Regions from separate parts of the Sus scrofa genome. Here region 2 is linked to region 1. Evidence: chromatin contacts called from public promoter capture Hi-C data. All regions are on one chromosome and are shown on one strand. The core of a region is the stretch at or near the end of the contact, and the rest is flanking DNA. Distances in the headings are between cores, read along the strand shown.

Evidence for each region. Promoter capture Hi-C pulls out the DNA fragments that hold promoters and counts their contacts.
Region 2: a contact with region 1 is called in a promoter capture Hi-C map of fetal liver, with 3 times the contacts expected there. The contact joins the promoter of PTGER4 here to the enhancer-like site in region 1. A contact is called at or near these places in 2 of 5 promoter capture datasets (fetal liver and liver), 4 of 47 Hi-C or Micro-C datasets (blood, embryonic fibroblasts, epiblast stem cells and 1 more) and 1 of 2 datasets of contacts at active chromatin or transcription factors (alveolar macrophages).

The regions. Positions count from the first base shown.
Region 1 is chr16:25,274,755-25,281,891 of Sscrofa11.1, reverse strand. All of the region lies in intron 2 of LOC106506472 (a long non-coding RNA gene), which reads left to right. Among named protein-coding and RNA genes, the nearest start is that of PTGER4, 390 kb to the left of the region's middle. Within about 2 kb of position 3,956, at least 2 of the 83 cell types and tissues checked have an H3K27ac peak or open chromatin away from gene starts, as enhancers often do. A contact at or near this core is called in fetal liver, where this site is marked.
Region 2 is chr16:25,666,131-25,673,267 of Sscrofa11.1, reverse strand. PTGER4 (prostaglandin E2 receptor EP4 subtype) reads right to left here and starts at 2,436. Exons shown (of 3, transcript XM_021076655.1): 1 at 1,847-2,436; 2 at 467-1,388. The coding sequence starts at 1,345.

The sequences.
Region 1 (7,137 bases), core at 2,707-5,206:
GTTTTGAGGTTTTATGGATTCCTTTGGCCAGATAGAAATGACTAAAGTCAGGAAAATTGTTGAGGCTCTTTATAGGTTACTGTTGTTGTTGTTTTTTTTTTTTTTTTAAATTGCCTCTCATTTTTCATTCTGTTTAATTTTATTATCTCTGTATAAGGGTGGTGCTAAAAAGACCACCTTATTGTATGTAATAGATTGTAGGGTGAATGCAAACCAGTTATTTTTGTAGTCACATTTCAAACAGGGATTATCATAATTCAAAACTGAGGTGAATGTAAGTGGATTTAGCTAGTATTCTAAAGCTTCAGAGTGAGAAGCTGCATGAGCTAATTGAAAATACATTATGAATTGTTATTTGAATTACTCAAGGCATCTCTACTTCCAGTTAGTGGTAACAGATAATGATCAAATGTGTATATAATGTGTGTGTGTATATATATATATATATACATGCAAACATATAATATATAGTAGTTTGAATATTCTTTTACATTTTCATGAGCAGGTGCTCAAAAGAAGTGTGCACAAAAAGCCCACCAACTGCTGAAACAAGGTGTATAATTAGTAATGCTTATGACTTAAATCCTTTTAGTACATCTTTGGAAATAACTGAAGGTTTCCAGACGGCAGCAGTCTTTGGTAATCAGATGTGAGAGGCCCTGGATTCTCCTGGAAACTCTGCCTTATAACTGATATAGTCTTAATCAATCTGAAACACTCACTGTGCCTCCATTTTCTTATCTGTAAAATAAATTAGATTAAATCTCCTTCAAAGTTTTATTTTGGCTTTAAAATCTATGATTTTATAATGTGTCATCAGTGATTTTAAGGGAATAGCTATTGTTTCTGTATAACTATAAAATAGTCCTATAGAATGGTGTTGATATTGATAGGAGAATTAAGGCAAATTGAACTCTAATACTCAGTAACAATACTCTAGTTATTGTTAGCCTTCACCAGTAATAATAACAAATGAAAAAAAATCTAATTTATGCTGTATGGTTACCGTAGGCTAAACACTGGATTACATGCTTTACACTCTCAGTTTACTTACATTCTTATAGGGGTGCATGCTATTATTATTCTATTACTATTCCTATTTCACAGATAAAAATGCTGAGAGAATATGTAAATTATCTATAGACACTCAGCCAGAATGTGGTAAAACTGGGATCTGAAGCAGAGTTGATTTCCTCTAGATCCCAGGCTCATTAGTCATGACCTTTCACTGCCACCCTACTATTTTTTCTACCTGTGGCCGTTTACTATTTTTTTTATGTATACTGTGACTCTTTAACCCATGGTTCTACCTAAAATGGTTCTATCTAATAAAAGTATATTTTCATTGTGCCTTAAGATTTTCAAAATGTTATTATACTCTTTGTCTTTCATGTAGTCACATATCCACTCTGAGAGTGAAAGTGGATATTTTTGTTATTATATTTATGTGATAAAATAGAGACAGAGAAATTAGGTGTTTGCCAAGCTTTCATGGATAGATTTTAGTACTGGGTTTCCACCTTTAAAATTCAGTCTACTCATTGCATTTTCTGTTGTACTACTTAGAATATGAACACAGTATTTTATACAGCTAGGAAGATAAGGCATAAACATGAAATTCAGAAAATAATTATTTAACTGCATTTATCAGACATTAGCAGATTTGAGTTGTGGGATGGTTTCAATCAGTTGAAAGAAATGAGATTCTCTCTCTTGGTTTCACAGATGAAATCATCTGTATCACTCATCTTCAGGGATATTGAAATGTCTTCCGCAGACCATGAAGATAGGATGATACTTATGTGTTTTGTTTTTCATTATCTATTTCTGTCAAATGGAAGATTCAGAGACCAAGAAGTACACTGAATAATCTTCTAGTTGTCAATTCAAATAAATATGCCATAGGCAGTGGCTGTAAGATACCCAAATAACAGGTCAGTTAAACAAATTGTCTTATCAGTTAGACCGAGCTGATCAGTGAGGATCTGAACGTTCCAGATCTGGGAGCCTTTTTTGAAGCAGCCCTATCACTCCAGACTGGAGATAAAAGCTCTGTCTGGTCAGCTGGCTGAATATTCCAGAGTAAGTACCTCCGTCACACAGACTCTTCCCCATTCACTCTCTTCTTGTAGTAGGGTCATCACCTATTTAGTAATTTACTGAAGGCTCACAGTATGCAAGTCACTACGTTGCAAGCAAAGGTTTCAAAGACACAATCAAATGCAATCCTGGATCTGGAAGATTGTTTGGTCACCATAGAAGGCAATCAAGATAGGAGAAGTCATAAAAGTTTAGAAGAGTATTCTTCAAAAATGACAGAATTGGCGGAAAAACCAATGTGCTTACATTTTCAAGTCTCTTAAATAAATTAGGACACATATATTCTATGGAGAAAAATAAAATGTGCCAGAAGAGGAAGTTGATTACCTTGTACTGCACGACACATCTGTGAACAGCATTTTATGTGCATAGTAATGTAGAAAGTGAATACTTACCTATCCAAAATTGCAAAATAAATATATTGGGAAGATGAGGAGACAAGTATGTGTCTGTGTAATAGGGAAAACTACAATTCCATTCAACATGGATTGAACCTCATGTAGTAAGATTTTTTTAAAGTATCTTTAGCATGTGCCTTCCTTTTAGATGTTCTTTACTGTTTATTTGCATTTTCTGTTGATGCCCTGCTATTAACTAGAATTGTAATATGTTTTAAATATGGACATTTACTGGGGAGTATAATAAAACATGGGGCTCCTGCCAATGAAATCTTTTAAGGTTTTTGATTAGATGAATATTGTGAAAAAATATGAGAAGAAATAACAATATTTTGATAAGATCGACTGTCCAAATAAGTGTATTAATAGAGTCATTCCGCAATATCTGCAGATTGATTCCAGATCTCCTTCAGTTACCAAAATCCTTGAATATTCAGCAGGTTTTATCTGCATGTAACCTATGCACAGCCTCCTATATACTTTAAATATTTCTAGATTATTTATAATACCTAAGACAATGTAAATGCTATGCGAGTAATTGTAAATACAATATAAATTATATGCAAATAGTTATCAATACAACATAAGTGCATGTGAATAGTAGTCAATACACACAGAAAATTCAAGTTCTGGTTTTTGAAAATTTCTGGATCTTTTTTTCAAATATTTTTGATCTGCAGTTGTTTGAAGACTGTTATTTTCCAAGATGCTTTTGAATTAAAGAAGGTGATTTCCCTTATTAAATAAAAAGCTTGAGTCTGTCCACAAATGATGATACTATGAATTAGAGATACATACTATATAAGGGGTTCTCATAGAGTCCTAAACACTCAGAAAAGAGATAAAACTCTCTCAGTGTTAGGTGGTGAGGGAAGAGTAAATGGAGTAGATAATTTGCAAGGAGTTTGCACCCATTATGTGACTATCGAAAACTTTATAATATCTGCCATATCTTTGTGATACTGCCTACTTTTAGTAATTTTCTCTTTCTAGCTTCAACGTATTTTGTTTTTGATGTTTTGCTTTTTCACGTTGATCTAGCAAAGACTCCTTTTATTCTGCTTTTTGGGATTTATTGTCTCTTCTGGAGCTACAATCCAAGCCCTTCACCAATTTTAAAATGTTTAGTCATTATCATTTCAAGTATAGTCTCTTTGCTGCTGCCATGTGGAACTCCAATAGATGCATTTTAAACTCTTCCTTCTTATCTTCCATGCTTTTAGTTTTATAATTTCACTTTGTCCTCTAGGTTTCATTCTAGAAATTTTCTTTCAGTTCACTAATTGTATCTGTTTGTTACCACTGCATAACAAACCACCCCAAAACTGGGTGACTTAAAACAGCAAACATGCATTATTGCTCATGAACCAGGTCACCAGACTGATCTGTCTGGTCGTGATAGGACTCACAGGTTATAAGCAGCTGTGGGTTGTCTATGTGGCTTTGCTGATTTTGCTGGTTTCAGCCAAAATGTCTGGGGTGACTCAGCTCTGCTCGTTATCTCTCATCGTCCAGCAGGCCAGGCCATGACAGTTGTTGTGGTGGTGACAAGGTTACAATAAAACAAGCAGAAGCACACAAGGCCTATTGATACCTAGGCTAAAATTAGCACATTATCAGGTTTCATTATTGCTTTTGAAAGCCCTAGGCACTTTTGCCTTTGTGGATTTCATTACATAAAGAGTACTAAAAAATATATTTTACAGCTACCTTTGCATAAAGATAAATATCATCCACTGGACTCATTACTATATATCTGCCATTCTGCTTATCTTTATTTTGCTTGTAAAAGAATTTAAGATTAAAACTTTTTTATGCACTTTTAAAAGAATTGTGGCCCCTCAGTATTGTGACCACCTTACCAAATGGGTAACTCAGCTTCACACACTGTCACTTCTGCACAAGCCCAGACTGCAAGACTAGGGAAATAGATGCCACCGTTTAATGGGAGGATCTGCAAGTTGCACTGCAAAGGGTCTAATCCTAGGGAGGGGTGAAGCACTGAATCCATTTTGTGATCAATTTACCACATCAATCTCTCTTCCTGTAAAATTAATCTTTTTAGTTCATCTGCTTTCTTGGCTTCATACTGAGTTTTTTGCTTGTTTTTGTTTTCTTCTTTTGTTTCTCCAAACATTTGAAACATTTATTTTGTATTTTGATTCCGAGAATTATAATATCTAAAATGGTTTCAAATCTAATTTTCAAACCCAATTTGTTTCTGCTAGCTCTTCCTCTTCGGGACTTTTTTTGGGTATAGTTTGGTAACTTTGGTTTGAGGGTATATTCTACTTTCCTTTACTTTGGCAAGATATCTAGGATGTTAAACGCAGAATCACGTGAAGCTTATTTCTTCCTTTGGAGTTGTTTTGGTTATACATTGACCAAGTGGATAGTATGCATTTCACTGCCAGTCCACGAGAACGCAGCTAATCCCCAGAGAAGATGCTATTCCTCACCTGGTGCTGAGACAGAGAGAGTTAAGTTTCTTTGCCATCTCTCTTTTTTTCGGAAGCACGTAGTTTTTCCTTTGGCTCACCTTCAGGGCCCAAGGCCTTTTTCCCCTATTTTTCCTGAATGACCCTATAGAACAAAACACCAAGTTTTTGTTTATTTTTCCAATTTACAAATGCTCCCTAGGTAAATTCATCTTTCCTGAGCTTGCCCACTACCATAGTTTCAGCATTAAAAAAATAAAATAAAATTTTCCACAGGGTAATCTTTTATGTATCCTGTGAGCTTGGATTTTCAAAAACGCAGAAAACACACACACATGCACAAAACCCTTTGTTGTATTATTGCTATAGCATTTTTAGGTATTCCGTAGTTGGATGCTTTACAAATATATAGGATCCCGCAATGCTTTAAGTAAAAGTCAGCCTCACATGCTTTAAGACACACAAACAAATAAAAATCAGTGAACAAATAAATTCTACAGCTCCAAGGTAGAACTGAGGAGTAGGAAGTGGAGGCCAAAAGAAACTATCGCTAGAAACTCAGGCTAAGACTTTCCTTGATTCTTTTGTAGACTTTGATATCTCTCTTCTCCTGCTTTGTTAATTTTTTTCACACATATTGGCGGTGTCAGTGTCCCCATTCCTTCCAGGTCCCGCCTCTGTTCTAGCTCAGTCTGCTGCCCCGTGCATGGTAGTCTTGGGATACATGATGCCTGATCAAATCTTCCTTGGCCTTCATCTTCTCTCAGAATTTTAGTTTACTCTATCTTATTTTATTTTTATTTTTTGTCTTTCGAGGGCCACACCCGTGGCATATGGAGGTTCCCAGGCTTGGGGTCGAATCAGAGCTACAGCTGCTGGTCTACAGCACAGCCACGGCAATGCCAGATCCAAATGCAGTCTGTGCCCTACACCACAGCTCATGGCAACACTGGATCCTAACCCACTGAGTGAGCCCAGGGGTAGAACTTGTGTCCTCATGGATGCTAGTCAGATTTGTTTCCCTGAGCCATGACGGGAACTCCAGTTCACTCTTGTCTTGATAAGAAATTAAAAATAAAAATTGGCAAAACCAGTTCTGATTATTTGTTTGTGATTGAAAATGGATTAATGTGTATCTAAAGGAAAAAGATGTAACTTTTTTTTTTCCTGACATTTAAATACATGTGACTTCAAGGTTATCATTTACATTCTCTGTTCCCTTGCTTTCTTATTTATACCATAAAACCTTTCCTGTCTGGTACATAGCTCATGTATATAAAAGCACTTTGTGAATTCTGATGCACCAACTAACAGAAATATATATATGAAAACAATAACAAAAACAATATAACAAAATACAGCCTTACTTTCAAGATATTTACTCTGCAGTGCAGAAGATAAGATATCAATCATAAATCGCCAATCAGGTGCTAGGTGTGCACTAGGGACAGAGGATGAGGTCTGGTGCTGGCACAGAGTGGAGCACAGTCACACTGCCCCAGCTGGGAGGTGGTGGAAGCTTTTACCAAGGGAAAACACCGGAGCAAAGCCCTTTGGGGAGCAGAGGGATTCCCTAAAGAGACAACAATTTGAGGAAGGCATGAGAGATTTAACAGTGATTTTATGGAAAAAACAATGTCTTAGAAATAGCATCAAATAATAAAGGCCCAGAGCACAACCAACAACAATAAACCAAGTCTAACCATTTAACTTGCCAGGCAAGAGAACACTGAACAGTGAAGAAATTTAATTCACACGGTCATTTGCTGAGGGAAAAAAATCAGGGGTCTTTACAAGCTAGAGAGGAGCTCATAATTCACTGAGCATAGAAAATCAGTACTTTGCGAGGGCAGGATCAGTCCATGGGTCTGTGTACACTTGGTTAACATAGCCTCGTTTTTCATTTTTCCAGAAAGTATCTTCAATTAGGTTCAGTAAAGCTCTGGCATCCGGGTCACTCCAAGTTCAAAACTTCAGTTGTTTAGAGCCAGCTGTGAGAAAACACAACAGTTCGTTTGGATATCTCCTAGGCAAGTGCTGCTGGAAGTGGAAACTTTTTATTCACATCAGCTTGAGGCAGATGTCGTATGTAAAGGGATGGAAACCATGCCCTTAAACCCTGCCGTAGAGCTCAAAATGTGGTCTGTGGCCAGAACATACGCATTATCGGGGTGCTTGCTGGAGGTACAGATTCCTAGACC
Region 2 (7,137 bases), core at 1,187-3,686, 390 kb before region 1:
TACCAAAAACCTCGACATAAATCAAAACACTAAAAAGCACACTATTGTAAGGAGTGCACACCAAAGAGAGCACCACCTTTGACGTTTCGGATTCTGCCCTTGACAGTGGGGAGGACGGGGCTAAGTCACACTACAGCGGTTTCCCCTCCACATCTGACAGAGAGCAGCGGGTGTTCCCGGAAGGCTCATGGCCAAAGTCAGGCACCAAGGGGGTAGGGACTGTCCCGGGAGAAAAAGGAAACCAGGCTTTCGGGGAAAGAAACTCGGCGGTGTAGGGAAAATCACCTGCTACATCTCTTTCGCGACGCGGCCTAGAGATGTGGGGCCTGCTGTGAGGACCCCAGCCCCGATCTGGGGGAGAGGTGTCCGAGGTGGAGGAATGAGAGGGAGGGGAGGGAGTGGGAGAAGGAGGGGGTAGGTGGATGCGGGAAAAGGGCCGAGCGGGGCCCTGGCCCCAGCCACTCACCACAAGCGGGATGGAGCAGATGAGCACCACCAGGGAGGTGGCGATGAGTAAGATGACCATCTGGATTTCGGCACCCGCGATGCGGCGGAAGCTCCGGCGGCGGCGAAAGTCGCTGAGGCGCGGCAGGGCGGGGGAGGCGGCGGACGGGGGCCCCCGGCAAGTTGCGGGGGCCACGGCGACTGCGGCAGCAGCCGCGTGGTGCTGCTCAGTGCCCAGCGAGGTGCGTCTCATGAACTGGCGGTGCATACGAAGAAGCGCTCCGCACACCAGCACGTTGCAGAGCACGGTGGCCAGGATGAGGAAGGAACTGAAGCCCGCGTACATGTAGGAGAAGGCGGCGTGCGCCGTCACGTTGGTGGTCCAGTCGATGAAGCACCAGGTGTCCGGGTACTGCAGCCGCGAGCTGCCGAGGCCCATGTTGGGCAGCGCGCAGAAGAGCACATTAGACGCGTAGACCGCGAAGAGAGTGAGGCCCGCCAGCCGCTTGTCCACGTAGTGGCTGTAGAAGTAGGCGTGGTTGATGGCCAGGTAGCGCTCGATACTCATGGCGCAGATGATGCTGAGCCCGGACAGGCCAAAGAAAAGCAGGATGAAGGTGCTGTACTCGCACAGCGCCGGGCCCCCGGGCCAGTGGCCCTTCATGTACGTAGCGATGGTCACCGGGCTCACCAGCAACGTGCCCAGCAGGTCGGTGACAGCCAGCCCGCACACCAATGTGTAGAAAGTCGTCTCCTTCTGCTCCTTGCGCGACTTGCACAGCACCACGATGGCTATCAGGTTGCCCACCACCCCGAAGATGAACATCACCGCCGGGATGGTCACCGGGCCGTTCGGTCGGTCAGAGGCCAGGGCGGATGCATTGGCCCCAGGGGTGGCCATGGTGGTGTCTGGCGGTACACCGCCCTGGAGCGCGAGGCTGGGTCTGGGGATGGTAGGAGAGAGGCAAAAACGCGGTGAGTGGAAATTACCACTTGCAAGGTGCCGGACCCGCGCCCAAGAAATAATATGCTGATGGGTGAGCGGAGCAACTCGATTCTACATTGTGGGTTGTAGCCACTTACCAACTGAGGCTACTGCGAAATCTCCAGGCTCCGGATAAGTCCTGCCCCCAGCACCACTCTACTGGTATTAATATTTATTAGTTGATACTGCCATTCTCTCCTCCTTCCCCCAACCCAACTCACACCATTGCCAAAATGAACAAGACCTATCTCAAGGGAAAAGTGGCTCGCTCATTTCCCCGACAGATTCTGAGTCAATAAAAGTCTCACGAAAACAAGTTATGGAAGTTGATTTGGTGAGCGAGCTCTTTCCTCCCAGGCTCCTCTTAAGGAGCGCCCACCCACTGCTCTCTGCTCAGTGTCCCCAACCCTACCTCACCTGTAGTGGCCGCGGAGATGGCAGCTGAGCAAGCCCCCAGGGTCAAGCCTCAGATGTCCTGGACACGCCTTCAACCTGCCCTCAGCCGTGCCCCGCTCAATGTGAAGCTTGCCCAGCCTTTGCCTTCTCAGAGCCTGCTCTTGGTGGCTGCCAAATTTCCGGGGTCCAAGTGGTCAGCTTTCAAAAACTTGGAGAACCAGAGGCAGCAGGATGGGTCACTGAAGCCCGACCTTGGATTGTTTCTCTCTCTCTCTTTTTCTCGTTTCTTCCAGGATGATCCAAGCTTTGCGGAGCTCTCAGGTCTCGTCCGCGGACGGACAGCGCTCAGGTGTGCGGCCTCTCGCGCAGGTGTCACCGAGCCTCCTGTCCCCGACTCGGGCCGCCTCCTTCCCAGCCCAGGGAAGCGCAGGCGGCTACCGGGGCTGGCGGCTGCAGCTGAGGCCGCTTCTAGCGCCCTGGAGGAGATTTGGGGTCCACTCGGCCTGAGGCTCTGTCCTGGGGCCGTTCATCTTCCTCTCGGCTGCCGGGTTCCCAGCTCCGCTCTAGCCCTTCTAGGCTCTGTACAAACTTTTCTCCAGCTTCAAGTTTCCCTGGCGGAGGCGGGGCCCACAGTGCGCGGCCCGGGCGCCCATTGGCCGGACGGGAAGGGGGCGGGGCGGGAGCGCCTTCCTCAGGGCTGGAGGAACAGAGGCGGGCCCGAGGGCGGGGCTCCGGGCCGCGCGGGTCCCACCGCGGCTTGGGGGCTTTCCGGCCCTTGGAGGGGCTGAGGTGGCGGAACCTTGGACCCTTTGCCTCAGGCGGATGGTGCTGAGAGGCCGCGCTCCGCGGGGACCTTGGGGAAGCCCGGGTGCTCTCTTTTGCACACTTCTAGCTACTTGGAACTGGACATCCAGAGCCAGCTCGGAAACCAGCTTCTCTTCATCCTCACTGCCTCCCGCTCCGAGTGGGCTTTTTCTCTCAACTTCTACAGGGGTCTCCACATCTGGGTGCTGGGAAGGGAGGTCGGCGGCTTAGGACTCTACCTTGGAGCGGCCGAGGTGTGTGTGTGCGCGCGTGCGCGCGTGTGGCCCCGGGCGGAGAGAGAGGGTGGAACAGTGGGGGTGTCTGCGCGCGCGCACTTGGCCCCGGGTCAGAAGTAGGGTGCGCGCAACGGTCTGTTGTGGGTGGATGGGCGGGTGGGTGGATCGGCCCCAGGCTTGGGCGGGAAGACAGCGAAGTATCCAGCCTCTCTCCTTCAAAGGTGTTAGTAGGCAGTGCCCAGGCTGTGGGCTGCGCGCGTAGGCAAAAAAGCAGCCGGGACTGCAGCCTTTCCAGGCGCAGGTGGCAGAGCCCTGCGGCTGCGGAGAGGTGGCGCGCGGTCCCCCGGGGCAAGGTTAGTGAGGGTGGGAGGGCTGCTGTCGAACCGCAGCGGCCTTTCTCCTCCTCCCAGGAACTTCTCCGCCCAGTGAGAACGGTTAGACTGGGCTTTATGCCTTGGCCCTGTTATGTTCGCGTTAGACACCTTCTCCACGAATCCTTGCAAAGGCCGATGCGGCGTGACACTGGGGTTTCAGAGTCATTCCAGTGAAGGAATGCTCCAGGTGTAACTCCCTGGTTAGCCTATTTGCTCTGCCTTTTTTTTTTTTTTTTTCTTTAAATTACAATTTAACTTCTTTTGCGGTGACAAGTTTTCCCGTCTACTCATTCTCCACTTCTTTCTATTCTATTTCTTAGAACAGAAAACTAAAAAAGAAAAAGGGATTGTAAAACTTTATGGCGTAATTATAACCACTTCACTATTTTTTTTAACGCACAAAATGGGATCGTGTGAGCCTTCCTAATTTAGGATCCTAGGAAAACATGCATGTTTTCCAGGGGTTGTATACATGCGTTTTAACGTATTGCATCTCCTCACAGGGTAGGTAAATATGATTCTTGATTGATTATATGATAAAGCAGGCACTCATTTCTTAAATATTTTTTCATAAGTGAACAAACCTAAGAATTTTTCTGGTTCTCCAGTTATTCTTAAATGACACAGTAACAAATGAGTAATAGAGAAACAAAGAGCATTCCAGATTTCAACTAATTACAGGAGGTTAAATATCTAGAATCATATTTACACATTTTGTGTAAGGCGCCATGTAGATATATTGATACCACATCATTCTATTGTTTGTATTGTTTCCTCACGAATACCAGGGATTCGGAAAGAAAAACACACATTCGTTACCCAATATCAAAAGAAATGAAAGAGATTGGTCAGTTTCTCAGTCTTCTCATAGTCACGGCTATAACCACTTCTCTTGTCTGTACTTCTGATGAGTAGTAACCTCTAGGATGGTGTCAGCATTGAAAACAAATCAACACTAGAAAAAGGAAACTGCACATTTTACCCCCAGTCTTCCCTGACCGCATTTCGTCACATCACCCTGTCAGGTGGTTGTCGGTAAAGATATGAAGGGGTGGTGGGAAGTTCCACTTATAATCACTTTGTGCTAATAAAAATTTTCCAGTTTTCTTTCCACTTGAGGCTCCAATGTGGAAAGCTGTTAGGATTGGGACTTGTTAAATTTTCACAATGAAGAGTATATTAAATATAAAAATGGAGGCACAGTGTTGAGAGAATTAGTGTTACAGGTTTTAGCATGTTGTTGATAAACTGGGCTTGTTATCCATAGAGTTGTTTTTCTCACATCCTTTACATTTTCTTCCCATAGTAGCTTTAGGAAAATGAAAATAAGAATCCAGGACATAAGACTAAAAAAATGTAATGGGGTTTACCTGTATCCTCTCTTGGTGCATGATTCTTAAAACTTAAGTTTAGCCTTCAGAAGTAGAAATTGAAATTTTGGGAAACAACTTAATATTTTTTTTTCTAATTTGATAAACCAGGACAAGATATTTTGGTTTCCCTCACACTCTGCAAGGAATCTATATTGCAAAAGGAAATGAAGAATCACCATGATTATATAGACAATTCTTGTCATTGTTTTTATATTTAAATTTATTCCAAGCATTGTTTCCTATTCTCCCTTGCAGTTTCTGCCTCAATCCCTAGTTCTCTGCACTGGAAGACCCTGGTTCAATTCTTTAGAACTGTCATTAAATCCTCTCTGAAGGTGTGCAGTAATCCCAGAGCTGTCTGATTGACCAGTCTGATTGCTCTCTGCTAGCTAATTATGGGACTCCTCTTTTAACAAAACACCAGAAAGTGGGCACTTGTTTAAAAGCACAGTCCAGAATATAAAAAAGAATGTACTTGTATGTTTACCTGAGTCATTTTTCTGTACAGCAGAAAGTGGTACAACATTGTAAATCAACTATAATTTGATGAAAAAATAAATGAAAGCATAGTCCGCTTGCAGGCTACTAAACACATTCCCTTTGACTAGGTTGACTCTTCCTTGAGTCAAAGGAATGGGTAACAAAGGGGCTAATTCCTGGAGGAAGGCAGCAGAATGAATCAGATCTGACCTGGACCCCTTACTAAGTCAAAGCTGGCCAGATATTAGAGTATTCCTATAGCACTAACATTCAAGTAGCAAGGTCTGTGCAAACTGTGTTTGCTCTCTGTCACCCAGGACAGGCCATGTGGATACTCTAAACAGTGAAAAAAAGCATCTGTCTGGTACAAATAAAACTGTGTTCTTAGACACAGCTGCCTTCCACATGCTCGCCCAGTTAGTTCAGTGAGTTGCAAGCATGCCATTAACCTCAGTTTGAGCATGAAAAGAGGTACATGATTGTGGTTGTGGCCCTCACGACTGTCCTCCCTTTTTAAGGGTATATTTCAAATGTGTGGTCTCCTAATTATTTTCATTTTCTAAGCATAAATTTTCTGCTGAGTCTAGTGCCTGGAGTTGTTACACGTGTCAGTCAGTACTGTGATTAACTCCCCGATGTCTTCAGGCAGGCGTAAATAAATAACTGCCTCGGAGGCTGTTCTCCACCAAGTGACTGCTTCAGGCTGCCTTCTTCTCCGACAGTTACACTCCTCAAAGGGATGGCTCTCTACCCTTTTATTCCTCCCCTCTTTCTTCTCCCAACGGATGTTTCCACTGTAGTCCCGTTGTGGAATGGACTAGTGGACAAAGAAAGGAGATAATTTGCTTAGTGTTGCTCATTTTTGAAGATACAGGTGGAGAGATAGTCTTGCTAGTTTAGGCCTCTCTTTACAGGAAGATGGACATTCTATTTCAGTTTCACCTCATACCCCGCCCCGCAATTGCTGTACCTTTTAGCACTTCAGAAAATACTCAGAGACTCCCTGGTTTAACCATCAGCACCAGCATCATCTGTAGCTTGTTGAAGGCTTTTCATAGCACTTCCATATTTGCATTCACATGTGCTTTTATTAGCAACCCCCTGAGGATGTTAGGTGGGTGTGATAAAGACTGCCATGTTTCACCAAATCCTGTTTCCATTTCCTCTTGAAGATATAGCTGCTTGTTATTTCTCAGACGTCCGGTGGTTAGGTGAAGCCCATGTGACTGAATTCTGACCAATGGAAAACCGGAGGAAGTCGTGTGCGCCACTTCCCAGCCTGGTCCCTAAAAGACCCTAATCCTCTGTGTTCTCTATCTTCCTTTTTCTTCCAACAAGATACAAAGCCCTGGTATATAGAAGAGCCCCTAGATAGAAGGTGACTGGGTGCCTGAATACTTGAGTGGGGACCTCATTTCAATCTCAGTGACCTTCATTGGACAATGAAGGGAAAGTGAAATAATCCACTGAGATTTGAGGGGCTGTTTGTTTGGGAAGTTAGCCTCTACTAATAAAATATGGTCGGAACAATCTGTCTTCAGTAATGAGAATGTGGGCATGGAAAAGTTTTGTGACTTGCTCAAAGGCACAAGAAGTAGTGAGGTCAGCTGAAATTTTTCCTGCACTTAGTCTGTGGGAGGCACTGTGCTGAAAGATTTATGAATATGTCACCTAATCCTCACAACACACCGACAAGGAAGGTACTACATAGGAGTAGAAGGCCCAGTTTTATAGATGATTGAACTGAAATTTGGTTAAGGAACATAGAGGAGGACACTGTTATTTCTTAAAAGACTAAGCATCTAGGGAGAGTGATGCTAAGAGTCCTGCAGTGTAAGTGGCTATTGGTTGAAGCATCCTGACCATCTTGATTAGGTGGGACTTTGGCTGAATTTGTTGCTGCCAGCCTTCCTGTTGATTCTTTGTGACTGATTGCCTTTCCAATAAATGATTTTCCTGTTTAAATTGACCATACTCAGTTTCTGTTGCTTGCAAACAATAACCCCACCTAACACAGAGAGGTTGAGTAAATTGCAGATCACAGT